2 separate regions of the Macaca mulatta genome follow, and region 2 is linked to region 1. The links are chromatin contacts, called in public Hi-C maps. All regions are on one chromosome and are shown on one strand. The core of a region is the stretch at or near the end of the contact, and the rest is flanking DNA. Distances in the headings are between cores, read along the strand shown.

What was found. Hi-C and Micro-C count contacts between places; a contact is called where the count stands out from the background.
Region 2: a contact with region 1 is called in a Hi-C map of liver, with 2.8 times the contacts expected there. The contact joins the promoter of TRIM65 here to the promoter of UNK in region 1. A contact is called at or near these places in 2 of 14 Hi-C or Micro-C datasets (cortical neurons and liver).

What each region holds. Positions count from the first base shown.
Region 1 is chr16:85,488,672-85,493,552 of T2T-MMU8v2.0, forward strand. It overlaps UNK (unk zinc finger), which reads left to right and starts at 2,493. Exons shown (of 16, transcript XM_077972814.1): 1 at 2,493-2,671. The coding sequence starts at 2,568.
Region 2 is chr16:85,604,063-85,608,943 of T2T-MMU8v2.0, forward strand. It overlaps TRIM65 (tripartite motif containing 65), which reads right to left and starts at 2,339. Exons shown (of 5, transcript XM_028836810.2): 1 at 1,850-2,339. The coding sequence starts at 2,257. LOC114673191 (a long non-coding RNA gene) reads left to right here and starts at 2,373. Exons shown (of 2, transcript XR_003723883.2): 1 at 2,373-3,329. MRPL38 (mitochondrial ribosomal protein L38) reads right to left here. Exons shown (of 9, transcript XM_077972931.1): 7 at 4,830-4,881; 8 at 4,480-4,616; 9 at 3,964-4,305. The coding sequence ends at 4,169.

The sequences.
Region 1 (4,881 bases), core at 1,243-3,742:
GCAATCTCGGCTCACTGCAAGCTCCACCTCCCGGGTTCACGCCATTCTCCTGCCTCAGCCTCCCAAGCAACTGGGACTACAGGCACTCGCCACCACGCCCAGCTAATTTTTTGTATTTTTAGTAGTGACGGGGTTTCACCGTTTTAGCCGGGATGGTCTCCATCTCCTGACCTTGTGATCCGCCTTCCTCGGCCTCCCAAAGTGCTGGGATTACAGGCTTCAGCCACCATGCCTGGCTGTGTTTCACGATTTTTCTAGGTTACACAGAATCATGTCATTTCCATGCCTCCGTGTGGAGGGACAGTCATTTTCTTTCCAGCTTTGCTAATTATTAGAAACTAAAGCCACTCGGAGAAAAAAGGTATGGATTTACATTTATTCATTTAAGTATGATTCGTAGAAATAGGAGGCCGAGTGCAGTGGCTCACGCCTGTAATCCCAGCACTTGGCAGGCTGAGGAGGGCGGATCATGAGGTCAGGAGTTCGAGACCAGCCTGACCGACATAGTGAAATCCCATCTTTACTAAAAATACAAAAATTAGCTGGGCGTTGTGGCATGCACCTGTAATCCCAGCTACTCAAGAGGCTGAGGCAGGAGAATCGCTTGCACCTGGGAGGCAGAGGTTGCAGTGAGCCGAGATTGCACCTCTGCACTCCAGCCTGGGCAATGGAGTGAGACTCCGTTTAAAAAAAAAAAAAAAAAAGTCTGACTCTCTTACCTGGTAGTCACACAGGTATGTTTCACTTTTTCCAAATTGGTACAAGGGAGGAAAAGCAACACAGGAAATGAGGAAGAACCAAAAACCTCTATGCAATGAAAAAAATAGCAGAAAAAAAAGAAAACAAACAGAACCCAACAGCAAATGTGATGTAGCCTTGTAGGCTACTGTCCTAGTTCCTCTTCTGTTACCAACTTGCTGAGTAACTTTGTGCGGTTACTTAGCTTCTCTGGGTTTCGGTTTCCTCTTTTGCCAATTAAGCAGTTTGGATGAGATCATCTCCCAATTCTCCCAGTACACCCTTATTCTAAAGCTCATGGTATACATCCATTATTTAAAATCTGGTGCTGTGACCTCTATTTCCTCAGTCAGCAGTCAGATCACACTTGAGTATTCTGAGGCTAACATAAACCAATTAAGTTGCGTTTAATCATAGGATTAAAGCAATATACTACAACTTGTATTTGTCCTTTTGTAATTTTTCATTTTCAAACGCCCCTAGTGGCTAAACGATTTAGCCTATTTAGGAAATACCAGTTTCTCAACTCTGTAATGTGGCTTCTGATGTGAGGGAACTTGGAGCTAAATAAAATATGTGTCACTCAAACGTTAACGATTTTCCATTAGCCCCACCACCCCTCACCCCTAAGGTTATTTGGAATGTGTTTCTTTAATGAGATAATCATTTGCTAATGTAATCCCATCTAAGAAAATATAAATCAAAACCAGTGGATTTAAAATAGATTCAATATGAAAAACAAAAGTTAAATGATAACTGTTAAAATATCTATGAGAACATTCTAAAACTCACAGAAAAAAATGCCTAGGTCTGGGGCATCTGGCTTATTTTACAAAGTAAAAGAACTTTGCTTGACTGGTGGGAAGCAGAGATGGGAAAGATAATGTCCCAAGTAAAAAGGCTGACGTCCAGAGAAGAAAACTAGAGTGGATAAATACGGGCACGCCCTACTCAAACCCAGGCCTTTCCTCTGGACACTATGATGCTTCTCAACACTGACAAGTTGCCTGCAATTTGTCAATGTACCTCAGAGACTATTCTAGGCGGAGATTAAATTCGTCCTTGGCCCTTAATGTACTGGAAGCAAGTTGGTCAGGCCAGGTGTCAGGCTGAGAAGGCACACAAGTCGTGGAGTTCCAGGTGTCGAGGCCGGTAAAGGTAAATGAAGCGCCTCGGCAAAGGCGCGGGAACTCTCCTCCTTAGCAAAGCTTTCTCAATCCCTCTCAGGTTAGACCCGCCGCAAGGATGAAGGGGTTGCTGTCGGATTGCAGGTGCCTGCAGCACAGGGCCCAGAACTAAGAACCGACAATACAGATTCTTAAGCCCTGCTTGGAGGCACTGCTCTGAGCTGGCATTAGAACCGACCCAAGATGTACTAAGTATAAAGGCAAAGTAGTTATGACACCGTTGGCAGTGAAACTATACTTGGAACTCTTTCGCAGAAGTCGCTAGGGCCTCCCTAGCTCTGGGCCCCCTTCTCCTCCAGGCGCTCCAGTTTCATGGAGAGGCTTCCCTTTGAAACTGAAAACGCGCTGGTAAGAAGGATAAACGCGACCGGACTGCAATTCCCAGAAGCCGTCGCAGGCCCTCAGCATCCGGGACACTAGCAGCACGGATCCCTGGGTATTGTGGTCCCGCGCTTTGCCAGCAACCCTCTGCCGACGGTAAAATTCCAGTCGGACATAGAACCACAACTCCCAGCAACCCATGCTGCCGTGTGGGGGGTCTTCACGTTCTCGTGGCGCGGCGCAGGCGTACTGGGTCCTCGGCGCGGACCGCGCAGACTGAATAATAAAAGGGGAGCGGCGAAGAGGCAGGAAGACAAGACCATGTCGAAGGGCCCCGGGCCCGGCGGCTCCGCAGCTTCCTCGGCGCCCCCGGCCGCTACCGCTCAGGTGCTGCAGGCACAGCCCGAGAAACCGCAGCACTACACGTACGTAGAGCCCCCCCCCGCCGCGCGCGCACGCCTGACGTCAGCGGCCAGCGTGAGTCACGCGCGCAGGGAGAGCGCGAGGCGGCCTCTTCCTCCCCCCCTTCCTCCTCCGGCCCGGCCCAGACCGGTTCCAACCTGCTGGGGCCGGTCCCAACTGCCTCCAACTGCCACCAACCTCTGGTCGGGCTGTGGGGCGGGAAACTCGGTCCCGGCCGCTGAGTGGGGAAGGCGGGAGCTCGGGATGCAGAGTGCACTCTCCCTAGGCCAGGCCTTCGAGGCCTAACTGTTCCTCAGACCATAAAACCACAGTAGTAGGCTCCCTTGGGGGGCAGTGAGAAGTCCAAGACACAACCAAGACGAGTTCCGTGGGGCCCAGCCCCAGAACCCACCTATGAATGATCATTAGCGCGAAATCCTGTCAGGAGATTCCATGCAATTTGCACAGGAAGCCTTTTGTGTCCCTAAGGCTCGTAGGTTGTCCACGAGGGCCACCCTTGCTTGAATTCCCAGTCGACGTAGATAAACATGCAAAGATGGAAACGTGTTGGTGCGTGCCCATGACCGTTTCCCTCGCGGGCTGTGCGGAGCCTGAGTTTGGGAGCCCGAAGGTGATGGGTTCCGAGTATGTCTGCAGGCTCAGCAGAAATGTGACATTAGAGGGACCCCCAAATACCGACACTACAGGGTCCAGCAAGATGGGAAAACCTCTTCCTGGAAGTCTGCATCTGTGTGCTTTTAGGTCGCTGTCTTCATTTCCTTCAAGTCACATTAAGCATTCCCTAGTTAGGTGATGTGGGAGAAAGATGAATAAGGGGCGGTTTCTCGTGTTAAGCAAAATGTTGCTTTCCATTTTCCCTGATGCTCTGAATGCCTCTCTTCCCCATGGGCTTCTGAGCGATGTGCATCTTTAAAAGGATCCCCAGCTGCGAGAGGTTTTGGAACCTGGGGGGTTGAACAGCTCTTAAGTTGTTCAGTGAACGAAGAACAGAATCATCTGTTGGAGTAGAAAGAACTCAAACCAGACAGGAGGAACTCTTGCTATATAGAAGACCTTGGGAAACTGTTCTGGGGTTGGGGAACATTGGTTATAGGAAGTGTATGGTTTCTTTGTGGGATTCTATGTTGTTGGCTGGAATCATTTAAGCTTCTTGACTACAGTCTGACTCAGGTTAACCATTCCTTTTCTGATGTGGACATTGCTTTCCTGGTCCTTTCTTACTGGAGATCTTTCGCAGTCTTTCCATTGATTTTGGTGAGATGTTTTTAGCTCAAAGACTACTGATTAGTTGAATGGTGTAGTCTTGATTTTCGAAGGTGGAAACTTCACGTAATTGGAACTTCTTTATATTCTCTGGTTGCTCAGATCACTGTTTTTAGTAAAATAAACACATTTTGAGTCATGAGAGTCTTGGTTTCAGCAACTTGTGTTTCTGTGTTGTGTTGTCATTGAGCATACTATGAAATCTGTATTAGAAAGACTTTCTTATTTTGGAATTGACAGGTGAAACTAGTGAACAGCTGAGTAAATGTCAGTGTCTGAGTCTTTGTCTTCTTGATGCTCATTTGTTTAAAACCTGTCTTTCAGGCCGGGTGTGGTAGCTCACACCTGTAATCCCAGCATTTTGGGAGGCCGAGGCGGATCACCGGAGGTCAGGAGTTCGAGACCAGCCTGCCCAATATGGCGAAACCCCATCTCTACTAAAAATACAAAAAATTAGCTGGGTGTGCTGGTGGGCACCTGTAATCCCAGCTACTCAGGAGGCTGAGGCAGGAGAATCGCTTGAACCCGGGAGGTGGAGGTGGCAGTGAGCCGAGATCGCACCACTGCACTCCAGCCTAGGTGACAAGAGTGAAACTCCGTCTCAAAAAACAAAAACAAAAAAACCCTGCCTTTCCATTCCTTGTGGGTAAGTACAGAGTAATGGGACCTGGCTCTTGAGGTGTCTTAGGAAATCAGCAGGAGTAGGTAAAATAGCCAAGCTTGATGGGAGGTTGTAGGTGTTCTTATCTCCTTGTCTGTTCGTATGTATGTGTGTTTTTATATTTTTATTTCCAAAAATCAGAGATAGAAATCAGTGGTCTTTCTTGCTAGACTTACCAGCATTCAGAAGCTGTGATGACTTGGCATACTTCATCCCCTAGTCGTCCTAGGGCTGAGGTGCAGGGAGCATGAGGACACATATGATGGAACCAGCACACTTGCTGGCTCT
Region 2 (4,881 bases), core at 1,089-3,588, 120 kb after region 1:
GCTGGGACTACAGGCGCCCGCCACCAGGCCCAGCTAATTTTTTGTATTTTTAGTAGAGACGGGGTTTCACTGTGTTAGCCAGGATGGTCTCAATCTCCTGATCTCGTGATCCGCCCGCCTCGGCTCCCAAAGTGCTGGGATCACAGGTGTGAGCCACCGCGCCCGGTGGTGGCCAGGCTGCGGTGGGTCTGGCCCCCTCCCACTCCCGGCGGCAGCGCCTGCTTGTGGAGGCGACACTCGCGCATGGTGCACACGCTGCACACGCAGCAGCTCTCGGTCCGGCAGAAGAGCTCCAGCGGCTGCCTGTGGCGGGGGCAGCGCGCAGCAGGGCCGGGGTCCCAGGTGCCACAGACCCGTCCCCTGGTTTGTCCCACTGGCGACTGTCACCTCTATACGTCCAAGGCCAAACTCTGCCCTCCACCTATGTCTCTCAGCACACAGACCCCAGCCACCTGCGTGCTCAAGACAGAATACCCAGGTGTCTCCCTTGCTGCCCTCTCTGCTGTCCCCCATGTCCCCTCTGGCCTGCTTTCGCCTCCACAAGGCACTGCTCCCCCTCAGCGTTTCTCATCTCCTCCATCCTGGTCTCCTTTCCCTGCCCTCCAAATGGTTCCTTGCCTCCCTGCACTCCTGCCTTGGGCTCCTACCCTATTCAGGTCTTGCGTCCTGCCCCCTTCAGCCCCCAGCCAGGTGATCAGTCTCCACGAAGCCCAAATCTGATCATGTGCCACCCTGCTTCCAAGCCTACAATGGCTCCCATGACACTAGAGTAAGAGACAGGCTCCCCCAGGACCCTGCCCGATCTGGCGCCTGCTGACCCCGGGGCCTGGCCTACAGATCTCAGTGGCACAAATCTGCCACTAGCCACCCCGCGTGCCCAGTTCTTTCCCATCCCAGAGAGGGAAGCAGGCTGATTCCTCTGCCTAGAATGCACTTCCCCAGGTCTTTCTCCTCCCGGCTGGTGCTTCCTCAGCCCTCACATGCCAGCCTGAAGGCGGCCTCCCCTTCCTCCTCCTGGCCTGTTTAGCAGGGTCACCCCGACACCTCTATCACATGCTATGTACTTTCCTCACTGCATTTTGCAAGAATACATTCAGGCCTTACTGGAACACTGACTTCTTAAGTGGATTCTAAGTCTCTTAAGGGCAGGGAGCTCGTCTATCCATTTACCAACAGCCCCCATACCCCCCTCACCCCTCCACCCCCACCCCGCACAGCGAATTAAAGCAGACACACGACTGTTCTCTAGCGCCTGGGCACGGAGCAGGGAGCTGCTGCCTCATGCCCAGGCTTTTTTCATCCGGAAGGCATCCAGCAGCTCCTGAGACCCACCCTGCGGCACTGGCCGGGCTGCACATCCCAGTCCGATGCACAGATGCGAGATATTTTTTTTTCATTTTGAGATGGAGTCTGGCTCTGTAGCCCAGACTGGAGTGCAGTGGCCGGATCTCGGCTCACTGCAAGCTCCGCCTCCCGGGTTCACGCCATTCTCCTGCCTCAGCCTCCCGAGTAGCTGGGACTACAGGCGCCCGCCACCACGCCCGGCTAATTTTTTGTATTTTTAGTAGAGACGGGGTTTCACCGTGTTAGCCAGGATGGTCTCGATCTCCTGACCTCGTGATCCACCCGCCTCGGCTCCCAAACTGCGGGGATTACAGGCGTGAGCCACCGCGCCTGGCAGACCCGCGATTTTTATAATCAACTCCCAGGTTGGGCGAAGCCCCTCCAGTTGAGGCTCCCCTCCCCCACCGGGTGCTCGGAGAGAGCAGGGCGCGGCCCGCAGGAGTCATCCTGCGGTGGCCAGGCCGCGGCGGGTCCGGCCCCCTCCTGTTCCCGGCGGACGCGTCACCTGGCGCTTGAGGCGCTCGGCGTCCAGCAGCGCCCGCTCGTGGAGGCGACATTCGTGCACGGTGCACACGCTACATACGCAGCGGCCCTCGGTACGGCAGAAGAGCTCCATTGGCCGCCCATGGCGGGGGCAGCGCGCGGCAGGGCCGGGGCCGGGGTCGGGGCCGGGGTCCCGGGCGGGCCCGGCGTGCACCACCTCCAGCACGCCACTGAGGGCTACGTTGCGGCGCAGCTCGGCGCCGTCGGGGAAGGGCTCCCGGCACTCGGGGCACGCCTTCCCGCAGCGATCCCACCAGTCCCGGATGCAGGCTCCGCAGAAGTTGTGGCCGCAGGGCAGCGTCACTGGGTCCTGGTAGAGTCCCAGGCAGATGGCGCAGGTCAGCTTCTCCTCCAGTAGCTGCACGGCCATGGCCCGCTGGCGGTGGGAGCCAGGCGGGCCCCGGAATTCTCAAAGGGACAGCCGGCCTCGCGTACTGAGGGCGCCCGGGCGTGGCTAACGCGGGGCGGGGCGAGGCCAGGTCCCCGCCCCGGAAGCCGGGCCCTTCTCCGACACCTTCGACCAGCGACCTCCGCAGGGGCCTAGGCCACCCCTGCCCGCCTCGGCCTGGGCCGTTCGAAGGCTCCGCGTTCCGGCATTGCGCCCCTCCCTCCCTCTAGGCACCGCGCCACCCCGGCTGAGAGCTGGGTTCGGCTCTCTCGGGTCCCAGCCTGGCGGGTCCATCCCACCCCCGTGGGCCTTCAGCCCAGGTCCTGGAGACCAGAGGCTCGAAAATCCCGCCCCGCCTCCGGGCTTCTGACCACGGGTCGCGCGGAACCTCTTCTGGACTCATCTGTCAATGGCCTAAGGGCATAGACCACCCGCGCAATCCCCCGGGGCTCGGCGACGAAACGAAAGTCAGTGCACGTGGGCTGGCGGGCTCCCTGCAGACCCGAGCACTGCTGCACTTTTTCCTGGAGCTGGGTTTCGGGCACTTGCCAGACTGGGGTGTCTTCCTTCTCTGGGCTACACGTAATTTTGGTTATTTTAAAGTAAACAGCGAGATGGAAATGTCTGGTCACCAACAGACAGGGACCAGTTAACTGGTATTTTTCAAATGGCCCTTGAATGAGTACACAAACCAGCTTTCAGCTGCAATCAGCATCCCCTCTCCCTGCTGCCCTCTGCTGGGGAGTTTCTTGCCTGGGGTCCGAGCTGATCTGCAGCCTCAGTATTTAGAGGCACTCCAGCATTTCCCCTGCAGCTGAGCAGGCAAGGCGGGTCTGGGGCCTAGCGCCCACCTCCCTGGCAGTGTGTATCAGGCCAGGGGGAACCCCAGGAGAGCAAGGCCTTTCTATCTAACCAAGCTCGGCTGATGTTGCGGCGGCACGAGCTCTCACTGCTGCAGCAAGCACTGCGTCCTGTGTGCGGCCACCGGCGAAGTTTCTGGAAAAAGTGCACGGATCTACCCTCCACCTACTAGTTAGCCAGACTTCTGCTTTTGGTAAGGGAGAAACAAAACACCTAACCGTCCAGCCGCAGGCTCCATGGGCTTTCTGACCCTGAGCAGGTCTCTTGAGTCACGCTGTTACCTACCTAATGTGGCTTCTCCTCCCAAGCATGGGGTGGGGGCGGGAGTCTGTGCAGAGGGTCAGTGCTGGGGCAGGCACTCTCTCTCCAGGGGCCCGGTGGGACCCCCTGGGGCACAAAGCCAGTGCTCAATAAATGCTCCCTCCTGAGCCCAGCTGCTCTGCTCCACTTTTTCGGGGAGCTGGGTTTCAGGCACCTGCTGGATTGGGATGTCCGTCTCCCTTCCCGGGGCCACACCTGTTTTTGGCCCACTGCCTGCTTTTGCTTCGGATCCCAGGGTCCCCGACACCCTCAGAAGATGGAGGTCAGGGTGCACCTGGTGGGGTGGGAGGCAGCCCCTTTCCCACCCATGAGTACAGCTCCATCGGGGTCCTCTGGCCCTGGAACACCGAACCAGGCCAGCTATGGCAGAAATCATCTTTTTTTTTTTTTTTTTTTAATAGAGGCAGGGTTTCATTATGTTGCCCAGGCTGGTCTTGAACTCCTGGGCTCAAGCGATCCTCCCTCCTCAGCCTCCCAGTGTTGGGATTACAGGCATGAGCCACCAAGCCTGGCAAGAAATCATCTTTATTCACATCCCCCACCCCATCACCTGAGAGTCCCTTTCACTCCAAACCCTGGGCCTGATGGGAGGGGGCCACAGAGGGGCTGCCTGAGGCAGGGCCCAGACCCCACAGCGTGGGCCTCTGGAGCTGTGTCTTTACTCCTGCTGCCGATCAATCCCATGCTCTGAAGTGGGCACACTCTGGCTCCTTAGTAGATGCCATAGGTGGGCTCATGACTGTCCCTGTACCGGTCCAGGTAGCGCAGGGGCTGCCGGTGGGGGAACTGCTTCTGCTTGGGGTGGTAAGGGGGCGGCCGTACGAACTCAAACACCGGCTCCCGCATGTCTGCAAGAAGAGCGAGGGGCACAGGGGTGGTCTCCTGTGGCCTGCGCCCCCTCAGGCTGAGGCCTGCCCACCAGGAGCCTGCCGCAGCCTTCCCCTAACAGAGCTTCTCCCTGGCAGGGCAGGCGAGGCCTGGGAGCTCAGGCCCACCCAGTGCCCCAGCCCCATGGCCCTTACCCAGAAGCTGGTGGAAGATGTGGGTGACGGAGTCATCCCAGCGGCACTGGAAGAAGGACAGGCCGGCTGGAGTCATGGCTTCTTGGTGTTTCTTGTAGAAATCAAAAGTGCGGAAGGTCCGCTGGGCTAGCTGATAGCTGTAAGATGGACAGCATGTGAGAGCGGAGAGTGGGCACCAGAGCCCTCACCCCTCCACCCCACAGGCAACCCTGAGAGGCCCCGGGACGCTGCTAGCACCCTGTTCTGCTCTTCTGCCAGCCTCAAGGCTGAGGTCGGAGAGAACTGAGCAAGAGTGACCATTGCAGGGGAGCTGGCCTGAGGCCGGGTTATGTGTTGGGGGTGTAGATTACCAGGGTGAGGGGCGTGCGTCCTCGGAGAAGTCAATCGGCTGGTCCTGCTTGA